Linked DNA regions of Mus musculus: all the other regions are linked to region 1. The links are chromatin contacts, called in public promoter capture Hi-C maps. All regions are on one chromosome and are shown on one strand. The core of a region is the stretch at or near the end of the contact, and the rest is flanking DNA. Distances in the headings are between cores, read along the strand shown. Region 1 holds the start of Tpgs1 (tubulin polyglutamylase complex subunit 1). Region 2 holds the start of Tdg (thymine DNA glycosylase). Region 3 holds the start of Pcbp3 (poly(rC) binding protein 3). Region 4 holds the start of Slc19a1 (solute carrier family 19 (folate transporter), member 1). Region 5 holds the start of Zfp873 (zinc finger protein 873). Region 6 holds the start of Adarb1 (adenosine deaminase, RNA-specific, B1). Region 7 holds the start of Pttg1ip (pituitary tumor-transforming 1 interacting protein).

Evidence for each region. Promoter capture Hi-C pulls out the DNA fragments that hold promoters and counts their contacts.
Region 2: a promoter capture Hi-C map of pre-B cells shows a contact between it and region 1, with 6 times the contacts expected there. The contact joins the promoter of Tdg here to the promoter of Tpgs1 in region 1. A contact is called at or near these places in 3 of 39 promoter capture datasets (hippocampal neurons, liver and pre-B cells), 1 of 484 Hi-C or Micro-C datasets (muscle stem cells) and 2 of 9 other capture datasets (adipose tissue and liver).
Region 3: a promoter capture Hi-C map of pre-B cells shows a contact between it and region 1, with 3 times the contacts expected there. The contact joins the promoter of Pcbp3 here to the promoter of Tpgs1 in region 1. A contact is called at or near these places in 2 of 39 promoter capture datasets (liver and pre-B cells).
Region 4: a promoter capture Hi-C map of pre-B cells shows a contact between it and region 1, with 2.8 times the contacts expected there. The contact joins the promoter of Slc19a1 here to the promoter of Tpgs1 in region 1. A contact is called at or near these places in 3 of 39 promoter capture datasets (the C10 cell line, hematopoietic stem and progenitor cells and pre-B cells).
Region 5: a promoter capture Hi-C map of hippocampal neurons shows a contact between it and region 1, with 4 times the contacts expected there. The contact joins the promoter of Zfp873 here to the promoter of Tpgs1 in region 1. A contact is called at or near these places in 2 of 39 promoter capture datasets (hippocampal neurons and liver) and 1 of 115 datasets of contacts at active chromatin or transcription factors (astrocytes).
Region 6: a promoter capture Hi-C map of pre-B cells shows a contact between it and region 1, with 6 times the contacts expected there. The contact joins the promoter of Adarb1 here to the promoter of Tpgs1 in region 1. A contact is called at or near these places in 3 of 39 promoter capture datasets (embryonic stem cells, liver and pre-B cells) and 1 of 9 other capture datasets (liver).
Region 7: a promoter capture Hi-C map of pre-B cells shows a contact between it and region 1, with 4 times the contacts expected there. The contact joins the promoter of Pttg1ip here to the promoter of Tpgs1 in region 1. A contact is called at or near these places in 3 of 39 promoter capture datasets (embryonic stem cells, erythroid cells and pre-B cells) and 2 of 115 datasets of contacts at active chromatin or transcription factors (cardiomyocytes and embryonic stem cells).

Annotation. Positions count from the first base shown.
Region 1 is chr10:79,668,088-79,670,853 of GRCm38.p6, reverse strand. It overlaps Tpgs1 (tubulin polyglutamylase complex subunit 1), which reads right to left and starts at 1,415. Exons shown (of 2, transcript NM_148934.3): 1 at 1,071-1,415. The coding sequence starts at 1,408. It overlaps Madcam1 (mucosal vascular addressin cell adhesion molecule 1), which reads right to left. Exons shown (of 5, transcript NM_013591.3): 5 at 2,312-2,617. The coding sequence ends at 2,487.
Region 2 is chr10:82,628,521-82,631,286 of GRCm38.p6, reverse strand. Tdg (thymine DNA glycosylase) reads right to left here and starts at 1,449. Exons shown (of 10, transcript NM_172552.4): 1 at 1,249-1,449. The coding sequence starts at 1,271.
Region 3 is chr10:76,960,529-76,963,294 of GRCm38.p6, reverse strand. It overlaps Pcbp3 (poly(rC) binding protein 3), which reads left to right and starts at 1,348. Exons shown (of 16, transcript NM_021568.2): 1 at 1,348-1,547. Gm35664 (a long non-coding RNA gene) reads right to left here and starts at 1,154. Exons shown (of 2, transcript XR_380584.1): 1 at 1,120-1,154; 2 at 693-919.
Region 4 is chr10:77,031,841-77,034,606 of GRCm38.p6, reverse strand. Slc19a1 (solute carrier family 19 (folate transporter), member 1) reads right to left here and starts at 1,395. Exons shown (of 6, transcript NM_031196.3): 1 at 1,260-1,395.
Region 5 is chr10:82,046,754-82,049,519 of GRCm38.p6, reverse strand. It overlaps Zfp873 (zinc finger protein 873), which reads right to left and starts at 1,397. Exons shown (of 4, transcript NM_001319203.1): 1 at 1,291-1,397. The coding sequence starts at 1,293. Gm46195 (a long non-coding RNA gene) reads left to right here and starts at 1,472. Exons shown (of 2, transcript XR_001779681.1): 1 at 1,472-1,631; 2 at 1,934-2,766.
Region 6 is chr10:77,416,910-77,419,675 of GRCm38.p6, reverse strand. Adarb1 (adenosine deaminase, RNA-specific, B1) reads left to right here and starts at 1,403. Exons shown (of 11, transcript NM_001024837.2): 1 at 1,403-1,581. Gm17769 (predicted gene, 17769) reads right to left here and starts at 1,300. Exons shown (of 1, transcript NR_027377.1): 1 at 1-1,300.
Region 7 is chr10:77,580,243-77,583,008 of GRCm38.p6, reverse strand. It overlaps Pttg1ip (pituitary tumor-transforming 1 interacting protein), which reads right to left and starts at 1,354. Exons shown (of 6, transcript NM_145925.3): 1 at 1,082-1,354. The coding sequence starts at 1,187.

The sequences.
Region 1 (2,766 bases), core at 166-2,665:
TCATTGCTCTTCATCCCTGGGAGAATTCCGGATGCCCCCAGTAAGCAGTTTGTTCCTCCCCTGGGCACCTCACGGTGTGGTCTTGTGTGCGTATTCTCTGCTGATACCTTCAGTCTCCCACTCACATACCCCAATGCTGTCCTAGCTGAAGACTGTCCGTCTACATTCTCGCTGGTTTTCTCCCTTTGTGCCTGTACCCCTCCCCTCTAGCCACATGGGCCCGCCATGCTCCACCCTTCCCTTCTTGGCTACCATCTTGGATACTGAGCCCCTTCCCTCTGGTGCAGAGATGTCTGGTCTGCTCAGCTGGAAATGTATGATCTCTGGACTTTCACTTCCCTAGGGAAGGCCTGAGCTACTGTTGCCCAACGTCTTCCTCCTTGCGGCCCCCTCCCCTGCTCTCCTCCCTGAGTCTTCCTCCAAGCACCCTTTGGAAAGCCACTCCCATGCTGAGACCCTCAGGCATTTGGTCACCCCCTGGCTGATGATGCCCTACTGATCAGCTTCCCTCATCCACTATGCAATGAAAAAGCGTCCTTAGTCGTCACCTACACTGGAACTACTCCCACTGCGGAGCTCCCTGCAGGGTTCACGTCAGGCTCTAGACCAGCCTGTGCTCTGCGTGTGCATCTAAGGAACTTCTGTCTGGGGCCTGGGGCCTGAGTACACAGGCTGTCCATCTCCTGGACAAGCACCACACTATTTATACTACCTTGCTGGGCTTCTTGACCTCCCAAAACCCTTGGCTGCGAGGGCAAAATGGACTCGGGTTCAAAAGCAACCTCCTCCAGGCCGTAATCACCTGGAAGCTCATGCAATAGATGGACGATGGATTACAACCCCCAGCACTTCCTACCCGGACCACAATATCCAGTACACCCCGCGCACACTGCAGGCGAAATCGATGCGAGGCGTGCCGAGAACCTTAAACCTGCCTCAAGCCGACCAGACCCGGGAAAAGAGGAAAGACCACTACTCCCGGAAACGCCCCGCGCCGGCGGCGAGTTGCTCCCGCGCGGGGCCTGTCGGGAATTGTAGTTCTGGTACCCCCGTCCGCCATCGGTCCGCACCTCTGCGAGTGGTGAGCCAGGCGAAGGTGCCACAGCGCGCGGCCCAGGCGCTGTTGCTGCAGGAGGAGCTGGCCCGGGGGCTCCCCGGCGCCTCCGTTGGTCGGCGAGCGTAGACCCATGTTCTCGAAGTAGTGCGCCAAGAAGGCGATGGGCTCCTCGGGCCGGATCTCCAGCACCTTTAGGAGGGCTGCGCGCAGCATCTCCGTCACGCCGAGCTGCCGTAGGAAGTCCTCCTCGCTCTCAGCGGCCGCCGCCGCCTGAGACACCGACGTCCGGCCACTGTCCGGGAAATTGGCCGCTGGTGCTACTGCCGGCCGCCGTTTCTCCACTGCCGCCATCTTTGTTGGGGGCAGCGGGACCGGAAGCGCCGCCATAATTCACGGCGCGATGAGGCGCCTTCCCTCGACGACCATTTTTGTTAAGGGCAGAGGCAGCGGCCCCCCTCTCTGAGAATCTCGATAGTAACAAGCGCAAGCGACCTTTTCCCCCTGTGCCCCTGGCTTTCTCTGTGTGCGTTTTCCTGCTACTCCATGACTGCATCTTCTAGCTTCGGTCTGGAATTGTGAGCTTGCCAGACTTCAAAATGGTCCCCCAGGAAGGGCTTGGTTTCTGGCTTGAAGCGCGATACCTTGCCATCTTGGTAGTGGGCAAGTCTTCCTAAGCATGGTCTCCTAGCAACCAGGCACCCTGGGTACCAGATAAACCCCGCAAAGCTCACCAGGAATCTAGGGCTGAAAGCGGAGTTCAAACCGTTTTCTGCGTTTGCTCCCAGACTCGGCCTGGGCTCTCCCGGGTTTTTGGCCTCACTTAGTCTCCTTCCGAGCGTTAAGGTGCCTGAGCGGAGTTGTCACCAGATTCCTTCCTTTCCCAGACTGTTACCATTTCTGACCACCAGAGGGGGGTGCTCTCTTTGCAATTCTGAACTGCTGTGGCTTTCTAGTATCCTCGCATGTCCCTTTTCTGTGTTATCTTTGGCTCTTTATCTACTGACATACTTTTTATTCCCTTGTCTGGCATCCATACCGCTCTTCGTGTTTTCCCAGGTTACCCCCCAAGTACTTTTTCTAAGCCACTGGATATCTCCTTAGTTACTCTTGTTAAATGCAGGCATTTCCCAGCCTAGTATCCTGTTGCTCGACCTACCAAAGAAAACTGGGATGTGTGACTGTCTCCAGGGACTCTGGCTGTAGGGATAGGTGATGTACAAAGCCTTCCTATTCACAGTACGAAAGAATATGCCAGTGGCTAGATACGGGGCTTTTATTTAGCTCTGGGCCAGCAGGCAGAAAAGCCCAGAAGTCAGGAGAAACTTATAGATGTGCTGACCACCAAGGAAAGAGGCCACACTATCATCTTGATGCCCCAAATCCTGCAGCTGGTCACTCTCTGCCTCCTTTAGTCTGGCATAATGGAGCTTCATAGGTGTGTACATGAGCTAGTGTCTGGGCGAGGACCTGGCCGGTAGCATTTCCACAGGCGGTAGGCAAGGAAGACCAGTGCAAGCAGCCCCAGCACCAAGCTGCCAATCCATAGGACGACGGTGGAGGCTGAAAGAGTAGGAAGAGAAAGGCTGCCATCAGTCCCAGTGCCTGTGGGCTCCACAGAGGGAACATACATAGGCCCTTACAGTTTAAAAGTGGACTTAACTAGCCAGCCTCTACTTGGGTAGAAAACAGCCACCCAACCAGACATACTC
Region 2 (2,766 bases), core at 200-2,699, 3.0 Mb before region 1:
TAACCCCAGCCATCTGAGAGGCTGAGGCATGAGGCTCATGAATTTAAGGTCCACCGGAGCTACAGAGTGAAGCCAAGGGTAGCCAAGGCAACACAGCAAGACCTTTCAAAATAACGAGTAAGAAGATGGCTGAGGGACATGACTCAGTGGTAAGCTTGCTTAGCACACTGGAGGCTCTGGGCTCAATCCCCAACCACACACTCCCAAATAATAATAAAAATCTGGGTTCATTTTTAAATCATTTCAGTAGTATGACATCAAGGTCTTACACACACACACTATTTAGTCTTGGGTTAGAGAGAGAGAGAGACAGACCACACACACGTACACACACATGTAATATTGTGCCTCTTTTTGTTAATGATTCACTATTGCATCCATTCAGCATGTATTTATGTAGACTCCAGTTCAACCTATCAGTTCTACAAACCCCTCTGAAAGTTGGGCCGGCATATTTCCCACTTTCACCAGCAGGTCCCTGGCACCCTGTAGTTGGTAAAGGCTTTAAGATAGGTCTACCTGTCCTGTGAGTAGAGGCCCTTCTGCAGTGTCCCTTGGATCTTTGAGTGGTAAACCAGACTTTCATTTCAACTCCCATGGACTGCCATCAGCCCCCGTCAATCTGCTCAAAGATGTACCATAATACAGCCGTCGAGTGGGAAGGCGGGCTGAAGACAGAATCTCTTGCCTAAGTTCAATGTCCATTTGCCACTTAGAGGCAAGCTAATTCTTCGCCAGGCAGGGCTAATACCTAAATCTCCATTCCTTTTACCTGCGAAGACCTTGCCATTTTGTTTTTCTTAGCTTTCTGCGAAGAGTCTAAATCCCCAAACCTATACTTTGTCAGGCCCGCCCTGACATCCCCATTACCACTAAGGGACAATTTTAAAGACCATCCCAGAATGAAAGACATCTACAGATTGACTTCTTAGCGTGTTATACACACTCCACAGCAATAGTATCTATCCCGCGAGGATGAGAAGGACCCCGCAGCAACCGCGGCCACAGGGTACCCGCTTCGCCTTTACAGTCCACGGTGACGGAGGGTGAAGAACCGCGCGGGCGGAGGCTGCGGCCGGGCACACACCACCTTTTAAAGCTCGCGGGTACGGGAGGCAGAGGACGTGCGCGGACCTGGGAGGGGGGGGGGACGTGTGGGGAGCGGGGAGGTCCCCACTGCGCACGCGCAAGCCGGCCTTTGTGCGGGCCGCGGCCCTGACCGACCCCAGCCGCGAGCGCCCGCGTTACCTGCGCGCGGCCTCTGCGTCCATGGCGGCGCCGCCGAGGGTACGGCCACTCCTGCCGAGCCCACGGGCGCCCGCTCTGCCGCTCAGCGCGCGGACTCACCACAGGATCGGGGCGGCCGGTGGATGGACGGCGCTGGCCTCGGCCCCTCCCACGCTGCTACATCACCGCGGCGAGTCCCCAGCGCACTTCCGTCCCCCTCCGAGGAGGCCGGCGGCCTCGCCATCACGTGATGCTGGCCAGGCCAATGGCGTGTCCTTTTCGGGGCGCCCCGACCGCCGCTTAGCCTTTCGGGAAACGTGGATCTCGGCGAGGATGGGGAGCGCCCGGCTGACGTCAGCTTTTGTGGGCTCTAAGTTTCCTTGAAGGTGTGGGTTAAGGGTGATGGCCTTTAGGATGTATTATGCGTGGTGGCAAATTCATGTCTTTTCACCTCAAATTTTGTGCGGATTAAAAGCTACCTGACTTGGGGCTCACAGAGCCTGAGCTACCAACCAGGGAGCTTTCAGGAGCTGGACCTAGACCCCTCTACACGTTTGTAGCAAATGTGAAGCTTGGTGTCCGTGTGAGTCCCCTACAAGTGGAACAGGGGCTGTCTAGGTCTCTGTTCCTTGCCAGTGGACCCAGCGCGGACTGGGGGAAGAGGACTGCGTGTTTCCTCAGTGGGAAAGGATGTGCCTACACTTGCTGAGATTAGATGTACCAGAGTCTTACCCAAGTGGGGCTTCCTCTTCTCTGAGAAGAGAAGGGGGCAGGATTTGTAAGCGTGGGACTGGGTGGGGGTGGGGCTGTGAACGGGACGTAAAGTTAATTAAATTAAAATGAAAACAACCACCCCCTCCCCCGCAACTATGTGTCTTGGCTGGGCGACCCAGCATTTGCATAGACAGTGGCAGGCAGAACTAAGTTCGAGGCTGGCCTGGTTTATAGAGCGAGTTTCAGGACAGGCAATACTACACAGAGAAACTCCGTCGTGAAAAACTAAAATGATAATTATAATAATGATAAATAAATATTGTGCCTTACACAAAACAACATTCTTTCTTTTCAATTGTCTTTCTTGTCAATTCCTGTGATGAGGAGTAGGGCTGATTGGAACTGGAAAACCTAAGATTGGAAGCCACCAATGTTTGGGCCTCAGTTTACTAATCTGTAAGGGGAAGCTCTTGGTAGATTACAAAGATTTCCATAAACAGTTGTCTACGTTGGAGATGGACAAACACTCGCCTAGATGCTAGATGCATCTCTGCTTTAGAACCTTAGACAGCAATCTCACCTCGATTTCTCGGAGGTTCTTTTGGTTTTTGAGATAATTACAAAACTGTGTACCCCTGACTTGGCTTAGAGCTTTGCAGCTGTAGTCCAGGCTGGCCTCAACCTGAGGCAAGTCTCCTGTTCACTCTCTTGCATACTGACTGGGATTACAGGGCATGTATCACCATACTTGACTTTCGGAGGTTCTAAGAGTTTGTTTGTTTTTTTTTTTTAGATTTATTTATTTATTTATTTATTTATGTGAGT
Region 3 (2,766 bases), core at 99-2,598, 2.7 Mb after region 1:
ATCATACTCACAGGACTCTGGGCATTCCCAAGAGCTACTTGGTTACTATGGTGAGGTTTCAGACCTACGGAGTCTTCCTGACTCTACCATAGAGATCGTGATTGTAACAGGTGGAGGGATGAGGGGACAGAGCTATGTATACACCCCTTTGCATGTATGATATATCGTTATTGGCACCGAAGTGAGTCATTGGTGGGTTTGAGGCTCAGGGCGGGATGAGTTTTGTCATCTCAGCTAGAATGTCACCCTCAACCCACTTCTCTGCTCACCCGTCTGTTCATATGACAACAAAGAAGCAACTCTGTTTCCCAGAGATGCTTCTCGAAAGTCTGGAGGTAAACATGTGGATCACTCTCTCCACCTATGAAGGGCAAAGCTTGATTTCCAAGTCCAAAGAGGCCTTCTCTGGCTGGTTCAGGTTGCTTCAGGAAGCCAGGAAGGATGACCCTGGGCTCCTGGGTATCTAGGTACTGATGGAAGGCAGAGTTCCCAGGACTCGCAGCTTCTATCAGTACTGGAATTACAAGTTGGCCTGGTTCCTTTACCTTCGTGGTGTGCAGAAAGGAATAAGCCTAAGCTAATAGAGAGCAATCAGATGAAGGAAGTTTAGTCCGATGAAAACGATAGTTAATTGACACAAAATAGAGCAGGACACCTCTGAGGAAAGGTGCACAAAAGATAACAACAACAACAACAACAACATGACATGTTTTCCCACAGCCACTACCACAGCCAGTTCTTCCATCGGCTTTGAATCGCTTGTGGACAGGTGTGCAGGCCCAGAACCTAAACACAAGTTCTACAGTCTGGGCTGTGTTGGCTTTCAAAGGCTTCCAAGCAGAGAGGGGCACCCGCGAAGGGCTGCGGTCAACGGATCAGGCCCACATAGTCGCGAAGGCTGTGGGTCCAACTGACCTCCCTAGAATATCAGCGCGTGCGAGACTGGGTGTCTGCAGTCTCCCGCTAGCTGCGTGTGCCAAACACTTGCAGAGGATGCAGGCCCCGCAGCCATCTCACAACCAAGCATCCACTCCCTTCCCTCTAGCCTTCTGGAGGCCCCGCCCCAGGCCCGGCCCTGGCCCCGCCCCGTACTGTCCCCGCCCCCGCCAGTTGACTAACCTTTCCAGAAGCCCCGCCTCCTCCCAGCCCCAGAGTGGGGCCCCGCCCAACCCTAACCGCCCTTCGACGCTAAACGGCTTCTAGCCGGAGAGCTTTCCGTGCCCTGATTGGCTGTGATGGTCACCGTTTCGCAGCTCCATTGGCTCCCGGCGCCCGCTTTCTCAGGCCCTGCCCTTGAGCGGGGGCGGGGCCAGAGGCGGCGGGCTGCGCAGGAGTGGCTGGTTGCACGGAGGGGGCGGGTCCTCGCCGCGCGCAGTGCTTCGGCCAGAGCTCGAGGCGCTGCTTACCGTCGCCTGAGCTAGGAGACGCCGCGGCCGCCGCTGGGTCGCATCGGGCTTCGCGTCGCGCCGTGTACGCCTCCTCTGCCCCACCCGACCGGCAGCATAGGCTCTACCTGGTCCGCGGCCTCCCTGTCCGCGGCGGGGCAGGTGAGTGAGTGGCGGCGGGTTGAAGTGTGTGTGGGGGGGTCCAGCGCGGAGGTAGCTCGCATGCCGCGTCCCAGGCCGGCCGAGACCCCTCCAAAGGCCAGAGGACCGGACAGTTCGCAGTCAGAAAACTTCATTCGAGCTGGGGTGTTGGGGATCCTGGGGGAAGGGTTGAGGTTGGCGATCTCAGTACTAGGGCCGGGATCCTAGGCTGAGGCGAGGGTCCCAAGCTGAGGCGAGGATTCCAGGCTGAGGTGAGGGTCCCAGGCTGAGGGCGGAGGTCCTGGGAGAGAATAGGGGGTACCAGGTTGAGGGCGGGGGTCCCGGGCTGAAGGTAGGGGTCCCAGGCCAAGACCAAGGTCCTAGGCTGAGGGCGGGGATCTAGGACTGAGTACCGAGCTCTGAGGGCTCAAGGCTGAGGTTCCAGGGCTTAGTGCAGAGTCCCAGGCTTAAAGCAGGGTGGGGGTATCCCAGGCCAAAGCGATGGTCGGAGGACTGAAGATGGGAATCCCAGAGGCATGTGTATCAGGCTGAGCAAAGGGTCAAGGGAAGCAGCTTCCCAGGCTGTGACCGGGGTCCTAGGCTGAGGCAGGAATTACTTAGAGAGAGGGAGAAAGAGGTGGGTGGGTGGGTGGGGAAGTGTGGGGCCGAGGGTCGGGCTCCCGGAATAGAGTAGTTCTTGATAGCCCCTTGGGCTTGGAGCTGGGGCCAGAACAGGGTCCTAGACAGAAGTTTCCAGTGAGGGGCTCACTCTCCAGCTCTGCATGGTCTTGCCTGTTCTTGGATTCAGGCACGGCCTAGGGTCCTTGTGAAAGTCTGACGGTAACTGGCCCTGGCCTACGTCGGGGGTCGGGGTAGAGCCACTCAGGAAAACCCAGGCCTCTTTACTCCCTCCCTAAATTCAGAAGTTGTTAGTGGGCACATTACGCTGCAGGCTTTCGGGTCAACACACAATAGCTGTGATCTCACTGGGACTTGCAAGGCTTAGACGGATGTCTTGTGATTGAGACGAGCTGGGGAGGAAAAAAAAAGGAAGCCCAGAGGATGGATGTGGGGCGAGGGCAGGGTGCGGCCTTTTCTCCTCTCCCCTCCACCGTGGTCTTCTGTTTTCTTCTTTCCTCTCAGTTCTCCTCAGGTTTTCCCCGCACCATTCATTAGAGCCTGAACAGGTAGACTAGACAGGCGCCGGTTCTCAATCTCTCTCTCTCTCTCTCTCTCTCTC
Region 4 (2,766 bases), core at 146-2,645, 2.6 Mb after region 1:
CTTTCTGACCAGCCTAGCACCCGTGTGAGAGATGGGGGTAGGGGTGGAGGTGGGTAAGAAGTGTGGAATACAACTGTTCACAAACTTCTTTCCAAGGCCCACTTTCTTTTTATCTTGAAACAGGAAGGTTCCTTTTAATTAAGGAAGGGGGGAAAACAAACGCCAATGCCCTTCTCCCATTGTGGTGGCTGAGTGTTGACTGTATCTTTGCCACTGGCTCAAATGCCCAGAATCAATCTCTTTCCTCAGCCCCAGTGCCTTGTTGGAAGGCACACATCCGGCTCCCTAGCCCGGAGAATGTGTCAGGCTCTGCAAAGTCAGAGGCTCTGTGCCCTGCTGAGTCCATCTGAGCAGCTCCCGGAGTCCTTGAGTCTCACTGGGAGGAGGCTACTTCTTAACAGTCAGGCAAGCAAGTCTAAGGATTTAGTCTATCCTCTCCACTGAGAGAAGGCCCACAAACATCTTCTAGCCCCCTGAGGTTCCGACCAACATCGTGAAGACAGGGAAGTTAGGATGGGAACACTCACCGGGTGAGGAGTCACGTCAATATGGTTTATTCCTAGGCTATTAGCCAAGTCTAGTATCCCTGTCACAGAGATGCTGGAAGTACAGAAAAGACTGGCTACTACAGGCAGCCTGTACAAGCTGCAGATTCCACCTGTTCCAAAGGGAAGTTGTTAACAGTTGTCAGGGTGCCTACAACCTCTGAGCTAAACAATGAGCCTTGGAGGCGCGCCACGTCCAGGGCGTGGGCAGTGGGGTTTCCTTGCAGGCAACACGTGCTCTAAAGTCGCTGGGGCAGGCGCACGTGGTGATTCCTGACCTGAGGAAGATACTTTGAAAGCAAAAGAACTCCGTTCCAGAGGAATGACAAGGAGAGAAATGGCGCTCAAAGGTCCCACTAGGCAGCCTGGGGATTTATCCTCCCGACGGTTCTGCAACCATGAGCCCAGGATGCGGGCCAGCACTCAGACTCTTGCCCCGAGGCTCGTAACGCTGAGGTCCTCACCTATACTCTGTATTCACAGAAGGACCCTGACACCCCACAGATACTAGCCCGTGTCCCACACCTATCCTACTGCCCCTATGCATCCCAAAGACTTCTGCTTGTCTTCCACCCAGCAGACCCCGCATGCGCCTTCCGCACGCTACAAACCCTGCCTGGAGCTTTGTAGTCGCGCCAAGGACTCCGCGGTCCTCTGTAGTGGAGAATTCAGCCCGCTTTCGTCTTCAGGACACCGGAAGGAACAGAACCGTACCTTGCACTACCCCGTGGCTCCCCAGGCACGCATAGAATGGATTCCTAGCTCTGCGTCCCACAGGCCTGTGGCTGATTCAACGCGCACACGCAGACTACAACACCCAAAAACCCGCGCGTAGGCTCAAGGGCCGCATGGAGAGGCGTGGTTACCTGACTGACCACGCCCCGAAGGAGTGGCCAGCGTGGTAGACAGGAGGCGCAGCCGCAGAACTTCCAGGAGGCGGGGCAAACACCTGGCTACACCCGCAGCTACTTCCACAGGGGGTTCATGCACGCGCCCTCTACACTTGGAGATTTACTACCGGGTGGGTCTTGTGGTTCCCTGAGGAGCGGACGACCGGTGGCGCGTCTGCTAGCCTGTGCCCTAAGAACCTACATCTCTAGACTCCAGGCCCCCTTCAGTACGCTCGCCCAGTGTTCGGGCTCCTGTGCTTCCTCCTCAAGCCGACCCTCTCTGTCCGCCTCTCCAATAAGTCCCTTCTTCCCCGCCCCCTTCCATCCCGTCTCCTCTTCACCCAACCCCTGGGCCCCGCAGCCCGCCTGAGCCCCTTTACGAGCCCCCTACCCGTCCAGCGCTTGACCGGGTCTCAGCTCACAGCAGATTGCTTGATCTGATCGAGCACAGAGGTGACCGCCCGGCCTAAGACCAAGCAAGGCCCCTCCCCGGGTCCGCCCCTGACCCCTGCTGGCCTGCAGAAGTCTGCGCTGGCTCTGTCCGGCTCCTCTTGAGACGAGCGCCCCGCGACCACCTGCTAAAGCATTCCAGGCACCAAGGCATTGACCGCTAGATATAGACTGCACCAGCTGTGCACGCCCTTCGTTTGGGTATCAGCGTCTTTAGGTTCCAAGGGCACCGACGGATTGCGCTGAGCTATGCATGGAGACCCCCTACACACACACACACACACACACACACACACACACACACACACAAAACCTTACTCACCTTGTATCAACCTACTTGACTGTTAACAGGGACAGAAGTCTGGCCTAAGCGTTTTAGGCCCCACCCCACCCTCCTTCACCACCAATCCCCCAATCTTTCAAACTCTCACCCCAGCAGGGATGTTCAGCTGATGCTCAGCAGGTGGAGGCTGCTAGCAGCCTGAGGTGGGTTGGGAGAGGGCGGGGCTCCCTGAAACCAGCCTCTTTCCTCCTGATGGGTTTTGGCGGAGTACTTGCGAGGGCAGCAAAGTAGAACGAATGGAGAGGGGCATGGGTCCAAAGAGGAATGGCCGACCAGCAACTCTGGTTTAATAGATTCCCAAGGTGGTGGGGTGCCGGGAGGTTAGACTATAGGTATGGTCATCTATACGAATGGGGTCCCAGGTGTGAGAACCCAGTCTCCACACCAGCACGGCTCCTCCCCAGCCCATGGGGGCCACACCCCTCTGGACTTGGGCCTTCTTGGTACATGCAAAGGTGCTGGCCACCTAGTTGCTATACAAGGGAATCAGGAAGCTAGAGTGCTTCTCTGGCCAGAGATGTGGAAAGCAATGGCGGGC
Region 5 (2,766 bases), core at 148-2,647, 2.4 Mb before region 1:
TACACATTTGCCCACAGGCCAGTCTGACTCTAGCTTGTGTCAAACAGACCGAGTCTCAAACAGTACCTCTGAGACATCTCCCAACTCCCAAACACAAGACTTTTAACAAACCTCAATCACCTTAACCCTCAGTTTTCAGCCTGTGAAATGGGCACACTCACATGCAAATTTTTCAAAGTCTGTCAAGTTTAAGACAGAAGAGATGGCTCAGCAACTAAGACTTCTGCTCTAGTGGAAGAGCTGGGTTTGGTTCCCAGCACTAACATGGTGGTAAAAAATTATTCCTAGATCCTGGTGGCGACATCTAATGGCCTCTTTGGTCTTCTATGGACACCAAACACCCAACTGATAAACACAAATACAAGAAAGCCAAACACTTGTGTACAAGAAACAAATGTAGTAAATTAAAAGTACAGATCCCCATATCTCTTATATGTCACCATGGATAAAATGGCCAGAAATACACAGAAGTGGGACAAATATCGGTTGCCAAAACTATAAATATATAATAAAAAAAAAAAAATCAACGAATTCAATCAAAGGAGAGAAATTGCAAGATTGTAGACAAGAAGTCTCAGTATTATTGCAGGACACAATCTGAGCTATGGATTCAACAAACGTCCACTAAAGAGTCTAACGATTTCTGCAATGAACGACAGAAAGCCGATGACAAAAGGTCAGCATGAAAGAAAACATGAACACACAAGGCTGAATAAACAGCACAGTGACACCGTCTGGCTTCTAAGTTACCCTACACCTGCGATAAAGACTGTGCTGTTTGAGAAAGAAAGAGACCAACAAAACACGAGAGAGCACTCAGAAACAGCAACACAGTTAATGTAGGTAACCCAGTAAGTCTGGTCTTACACATGGGATTGGACCACGGTGGCATCTGCATGCGAATGTGTTAATAGCACAGACTTTACACCTGCGCAGAATTCACTGGAGATGGAGCCCACACCTGAATGGCAAATGCCAAGTGAAGAACTTCTAGAAGACTCTAGAGAAACTAGAGCTCTGCAAGTCAGAAAATCTGGCTACCGTGAAACCCGCGCATGCGCGTGCACTGAATGGTGCTTTGCACTTTGCGGACAGCAGGTCCGGCGTCCCAAGTTGTACGCAGGCGCAGAGAGGGGAACTAAGTCGATCAGAGGTCCCGCCTCCGCCTGGGAGATGAGGGGACCTCAGGGGGAACAAAGGGAATCACACCGGGCCCCGCGTCTCGCCGCCGGTTCCCGCACCCCGGGCTCCCGCAGATCCTCCCCGCGTGGGGACGGCGGCCCCGCTCACCATGGTGCGGATTCCGGGCTCACCCACTCTCCTCACAGCTCCTAGCAGCAGTTGAAAAAGCAGCACACAGAACCACAAGAGCTTCCCTAAGACTCACAGTCAAACCTGCAGCATGGTGGCGGAAGTGCCCGCCTCCGTTCTGACTGGCAGTCCGAATCCAGGCTCTGATTGGTTAATAAGGCCTCTGTGACAGGCGCTAACACTCTAGAGTCAAGAGTGCCTTACAGGGACAATGCACAGTGGTTTGCAGGGACAGAACTTTCCCAGAGCTGTGGAGATTGGCATTGCAGCTGAACTTGTGCCTGGATTGCAAAGTCATTCCGGCACTTCTCCTTCACACAGTAGGTATTTCCCCTTCTTCCTCCTGGGCACAGAATGTTAGGTCCTACAACCAGGGATAAAAAACTAAGGTGGGTACTTTATCAGCGCAGAGGCTGTCTGTCAACTTCTCCCTGCATCCCTCAGTCCATACTGCTTACAGAGTTGGCTGGCATGCCCCGACCCTACCCTGAACTTCTACAGCCCTGCTTCCCACAGCGGCCCTTCCCTTTATAATCCAACCATTTAGATTACCTAGGGGTGGGGATGTATTTTTATTTTTCATCTACCCTTTACATTCCCGATCTCTTGGTCTGCCTGAGAGGCTATTGATGGAGCCTAGTTGGAGCACAAGACCAGAGCATACTGGAGAGCCCAAAACCAAGGGATGATCACCAAGAACAGCGCAGAGTGCTACAGAGGGCAGAGCTGGAGATATGACTCAAGCCCTTTGGAGGAGCCCAGAAGATAATGTGTGTGGATCCCCAACATTGGAACAAGAAGGTGTGAAGTTGAAGTTGCCTCGGAGACTATATTAGAGATGCCAGAGCCATAGAATACCTGCCAAGGAAAACTGCTAATAGGAAGTGGAGCCAGCCAAGAGAAAGAATTGTGTTTCAGTCACCAAAGCTGAAAGGAGTTAGAGATTAGACATGAAAATGCAGAGTTTGGCGTTTCCCCAGCTGATTTCTGGTCTGGCTTTGGTCCAGTATTTCCTCACTATAATTTTGGACTGGTCATGTGCATCCTGTGATGTTGAAAATACACAATTTCCATTATGATTGAGATTTTTTTTCAGGTGATTACAGTTAAGAGATTGCATAAGTCTCAGAAGAGACTCTGAACTTTGGACTTTTAAACATTGTTGAGACTATGATATACTATGGGGACTTTTGCATTGTGGCTATGATGGCCCCTATAGACTTGTGTGTTTAAACAAGGATGTAAGGCCAGGAAATGGAATGTGGTGGTTTGAATGTGCTTGGCCCATGGGGATTGGCACGACTCAGGTGTGTCAATGTTGGGGTAGGTATGGCCTTGGAAGATGTGTGGCACTTAGCGAGGTGGGTGTTGAGGCTCCTATGGTCAAGCTTCATCCAGTGTGGGAGACTGCCTCCTCGTGGCTACCTAGGGAAGACAGCCTGTCCTGTACTGGGT
Region 6 (2,766 bases), core at 154-2,653, 2.3 Mb after region 1:
TCTCAGATGAGCATACTTCCTTTGTCCAGATCTCTGTCTCTCATATGTACTTGTGTCAGATCAGCATCTTCAATTCAGTCAATGAGTCACAGGAACACAGGTGATGTGCACAGGGGATGAAAAGGCTGGAACTTGCTCTCTTGTGGCCAAACCACAGCCATTATGAGAAGCAACGAGAGCTAGCTTACTAACAGTAGGTAACACATGACATAAGGGAGTGAGGTCATCTATGAAGCAGAGATGAACCAAACCAGCTGAACACTGCATAAAAGCTGCTATTCATCAGACTTACAAACCATGACTTTAAGTTACTAAGTTCTGGGGTAGTGTGATACCTAGAAACAGACACATTTGTCCTTGTGCACATACTTGTATGTGAAGCTTGACATCCTGGTAGGTGTTCCAAGAGTGATGATCTCTACTTACTTGCCAACAAGTGCACCCGTAGGCACTGCCTGGTGCCCACCTTTTAGGCAGGCTGAAGAATTCATTGAGTGGCTAGCTGGTCCAAAGGACATGTTTTTGTGATGGAAGCAGATGTGGACCGGCTACAACACTACTCCTGTGGTCAGTTCATGCTTCCGATTCTGGACCTCTCCAGGCCCCGTTCTGGGCATAGCACCCCAGGTTAAGACAATCTGGCGAGGAACCACACAAGTTGTTGACCACATCTTGGATGCTCGACACAGTACTTTACCTACCTGCACTTGTCTTTTACTAGACCTTTTTCTTTTTAAACAAACGTGGAAACAGACAATGCAAGCACAAGACACATCTGGTATGCCTAAGAGGTGGCAGAGCCTGAACTTGACCCTGGGGTCTAGGTTAAAAACCGGCCATCATTTCTAGTGACCACCAGTAGACACCCTGCTTCACAAAATCATGTCCCTGCTCCTCTCCCTACTTATTTTCAAGGTCTACGGAGGTGGGTGTCAGTGGCCAGGGCCAGCTCTCAAAACTGGACGAAGGCCCAGGGACGATTCTTGCGGGATGCCAGGGTACCACGTACGGGGTGTAGTAGGTCTTCAAGCGGCGGTCACAGTCGCACTTCAGTGGCTTCGCTCTGATTTTCCCTGCCCCATTCCCAGATCCCACAGGATCTCTAGGATCCTTGGTCCCACCTGTCCCCTTAGGTCCCATCCGAGGCTCCTGCCCGCGAGTTCGAGAACCCCGCCCCCGTCGATCTTCTCGGTGCGTGTCGGAGGCTCCCTTCCGCTTCGAGTCTCCCTAGCGACGCACGACCTGTTTTGGTTCTAACCGCTAACCCTCGCAGTTCCCGCCGCCGCGAGCGAGTCCGGACGTCGGCTCCGGGCAGGAGGCGCGCACGTCAGCGTGGAGCGCTGGCTCCACCCCTGCAAGCGAGCACGCGCGCGCGGCTGCGGCGGCTGGGGCGGGGCGAGCCGAGGGGGCGGAGCCGCCGGCGCCGAGGCTAGAGGCAGAGGCTGAGGCAGCGGCTGAGGCTGAGGTGGCTGAGGCTGAGGCGGCGGCGAGGGGCTCCTAGCTGGGGCCGCGGGGCTAGCCGAGGCCGCCGCAGCGCCCAGAGCCAGACGCCGGCAGCCCGCGGGCGCAGCGTGAGCGGAGGTAAGGCGGCGGGGACGCGGGCGGCCGCGTTTATGTAAGCGCGGGGCAGGTGGCTGAGGCCGCGCAGCGCCGGCGGCCGCGGACCTGACCACCGACCCCAGACCCTATGGTGCGGGGCCCGGGCCCGCGGCGAGCTGCGGGGTCCCTGGCGCATCCCGGGCGGCGCGCGGAGGGCGGGCCGCGGTCCTCTTGGATGCGCTGCGCTGCAGGAGGAGGCTGCGCCCAGGACGGCTCGTCCGCTCCTGGAGGCGCCGCGTCCGCGTGGGATGCGCTGCGCCGCGGCGAGCCGACCGTGCGCCTCTCGGACAGGAGGTTGTGCCCGCGGAGAGGACCCTGTACTCCAGGGAGGGGACCTGTGCCCATCAGAGAGGAGACTGCGCCCGGGGAGGGGAATGGTGTACCGGGCGGAGGGGACCTGTGCTCCGGGGAGGGGACCCTGTACCCCGGGAAGGGACCTTTACCCAGCACAGGGGACACTGCACACCGGGAGGGGGACCTTGTGCCCTGCAGAAGGAAAGCTGCGTCCGGGGATGGGGACCCTGTATCCTAGAGAGGGGACCTGTGCCCTGCAAAAGGAAAGCTGCGCCCTGAGAAGAGACACCCTGTGTCACTCTGAATCTGTGTCCGGGGATGGGGACCCTGTGCCCTGCAGAAGGGACCATGTGCTTGGTAGAGGAAAGGTTGAGCTCTGTATTCTGCAGAAGGGACCAGTGCCTAGCAGAAGGGAGGCTAAGCTCAGGCTGGGGGGTGGGAACCCTGTGCTCTGAGGAGAGGAAGCTGCACCAGGGGATGGGGACTTTGTGCCCTGCAGAAGGGACCATGTGCTCCGCAGAGGCGAGACGGCGCCCAGAGGAAGGGCACAGGGAGGGAACCCTGTGCCCTGCAGAGTATACTCTGAACTCCGAGGAGGGAGACCCTAACCCTATATCCCACAGAGGGAAAGCTACGCCCAGTGAGAGCATCTTGTGTCCTGCAAAGGAGACACTGCGCTCCCACGGGGTGGACACCGTAACCTAGGTGAGGCAGGCTGCTTTTTTGGTGGTCCATGCCCCTTCCGAGGGCTCAGAGCCCACATGGGCGCCGAGCGCCTGGGAGACGAAGTTCCGAGTACCCAGCGCGAGTACCCAGCGCGTCTGCTGTTTGTGGGAGCCATCTGGGACATTAGGGGTTGGAGGTGAATTTTGA
Region 7 (2,766 bases), core at 105-2,604, 2.1 Mb after region 1:
CAGCATTTGAGAGGCAGAGGCAGGCAGACACCTTTAAGTTCAAAACCAAGCTGGGCGTGGTGGCACACGCCTTTAATCCCAGCACTAGGGAGGCAGAGGCAGGCGGATCTCTGAGTTCAAGGCCAGCCTGGTCTACAGAGTGAGTTCCAGGACAGCCAGGGCTACACAGAGACACACTGTCTCGAAAAAACAAACAAAAAAGTTCAAAACCAGCCTGAACCCAGTCTCAAACAACAAAAAAAGGCGAGTTTTGGGATACAGGATACGGTAATGTAAATTTATGCAAATTCCTTGTAAAGACTAGCCGTTTTAAACATCAGCTATCTCCCTATAGAATGTCAAGGAGTAGAATCCTTACACCTAACACGTGGTGGTTGGTAACAGGTGAAGGTTCGTGCCCCCCCCCCTCCCCCCAGTATCGCAGCAGACACCCTTGAGACACTGGGAAGGGTCCTGGGTCTCCACAGGCTCCCCAACACTCTGCCTGGCATAAAGTCCTTACTGGAGAATCTAGCCCCAAGTTCCCCGGGGCGGCCAGGGTCAGCTCCTTTAGTCACCCTCACCAAGGTAGCAGGAGTGAGGCAGTCCCAGACCGGTCCTAGGCATACCTGGGAGCAGATAAGAAACTTAAACAGAGAGACGCGACAACTGGCAAAAGGTCACAAAGAGAAAACACACCGTGACAGGCTAGAGTGTAAAGACACCTTGAGAGAGCCTGAGCTAACAAAAATACTCTCTTGCAGCGCCTCATCAACTCTAGCGAGCGTACAAAGGTCAAAGTTGACCAAGCCTCAGTCTTGGACACAACTTGTCAGCTCCCTGATTCCCCTCAAACAAAAACAGTGCTGGAATGCAGATGGTCCCCGAGATGCTAAGCAGGTGCCGAGGCGTCGGTTCCGACTAGCCGAGTCTTTCGTGCCTCAGGGCACGACGTTAACTTCCAGCAGAGGCTGGCTGCCTTACCCAGCTTCAAGGGAGGGCGTGAGCGCAGAGGCAGCCAAGCCCGCGGGCTGGACTCCGCCCTGGATCCGACCCGGCCGCCCTCCTCCTACTCCTCGGCCCCTAGGCCCACGGGCCTTACCCACTCTCGGAGGTTCCTGCGCGGAGGCTCCGGACAGAAGCAACAGCAGCACGGCACCGAGGAGCATCACCCAGTGCGGCGTCAGCCCAAGGTTAGCAGGCGCCATGGTGAGTGCGTCGTCGGCGGGGACCTCAGGCGACTCAACTCCAACGCCGAGCTAGGATGTTTCCACAGTAAGCGCTCCGCCTCCGTAAGCTAGCCAGACGGGCGGAGCTTGCGAGTGCGCAGCCGCTGGCTCCGCCCCCTGACCTCCGCCCGCCTACGGGCGCAGCTGAGGCTTAGCACGCCTGCGCGCTGCTGGAACTGCGGGGAGGGAGCAATAACCGGAGCGTCAGAGCAGCGCGCGTGCGTAGTAGACTACTAGGCTGGGCAGTGGACAGCGAAGCTTTGCCACTTGCTCTGGAATGGAGCTGCTGGACTCTGAGGCGGGTTCTGAGGCTCAGCTGCTCTGCCTAACACAACTGCTCTGTAGCCGCCAACCCTTGGAAACCTCTGCCAGTCCTGTTAATTCTCTGCCAGAGCCGTATGCGTGTCCAGAGGGCAGGTTTTGTGGATTTACGTTAAAACAGCATCCAAGCTGTCTCGAACTTGTTACTGAAAGGCGTTTAAATCACTGAGGGAATGTGGAGGGTGTAGCTTAGATGGTAGAATTGCTTGCCTGGCAACCAATGCATGCACAAAGCCTCCGAGTTCCATCCTCAGAACCTCACAAATGAGTCGTGATAACACACACCTATCATCTCAGCACTTGGGGGTGGAGCATTGGAAGGATCAGAAGTTCAAGGTCTTCCTTAACCAATGAGACCCTGACTCAAAGAAAACAAAACAAATCCTTATTGATAGTGACTGGGGACGCAAACTTGAAGACACAGGAGCTTTGAGTAAGAGGGTACCTTCCCTGCTTGATTGTGCATGAACCAGAGACCTAGATAGCCAGACACCAAAAAGATCAATGCGGGACTCTGGATCCCAAGTTTCTCGACTCATTAAAGACCCAGACTCCAGTAGGAGTAAGCAAAATAGGATACAAGCTTGAGCCCACCAGCTTTATGTCCATTTGATACAAGCTAGTTATGACTGTAAGTGTTGCAACTCTGAAGGGAAAGGCTTGAAGCGTTCCAGCTCCACTCCTGGTGCTGCGGCAGAAGGTTTTCCCAAAGGAAGTATAACAGTTCTGCTGCAGGAGGGGGTTCCCATGGAAAGTGTCACAGGTCTGCTCTGCAGAGGAAGACTTCTCCAGCCAAAGTGTAACAATTCTGCTTTGCCAGAGGGAGGCTTTCCCCAGTGAAAGCGTTACAGCTTTACTTCGGCCAGGCAGGTTTTCCCCAGCCAAGTTCTGTTCCGGGGAAAATGTTACAGCTCTGCTAGAGAGGCTTCCTGGCAATTGGGAGCCAAGGAATACCACAAAGTCACACGACACATGAGGCACACAAGAGATTTATGGAGAGGGAAAAAAAGCAAACAAACAACAGCAACAACAACAACAAAAACAGGAGGGCAGCTAATTCTGCTAGGGTGAAAAGCAGCAGAGAACGAAGCCAAAGGCAGAGCTTATATAGGATTTCTTGGGGGTGGGGCTTCCCGTGGAGATTTCCAGGATGAGGATTGGTGGGATTTCAATTCCTGAGCTTGGGAGGACTCAGGGTCTTTGTATCACTGAGCTGGTCCAGAGCAAGGGAAGTTTA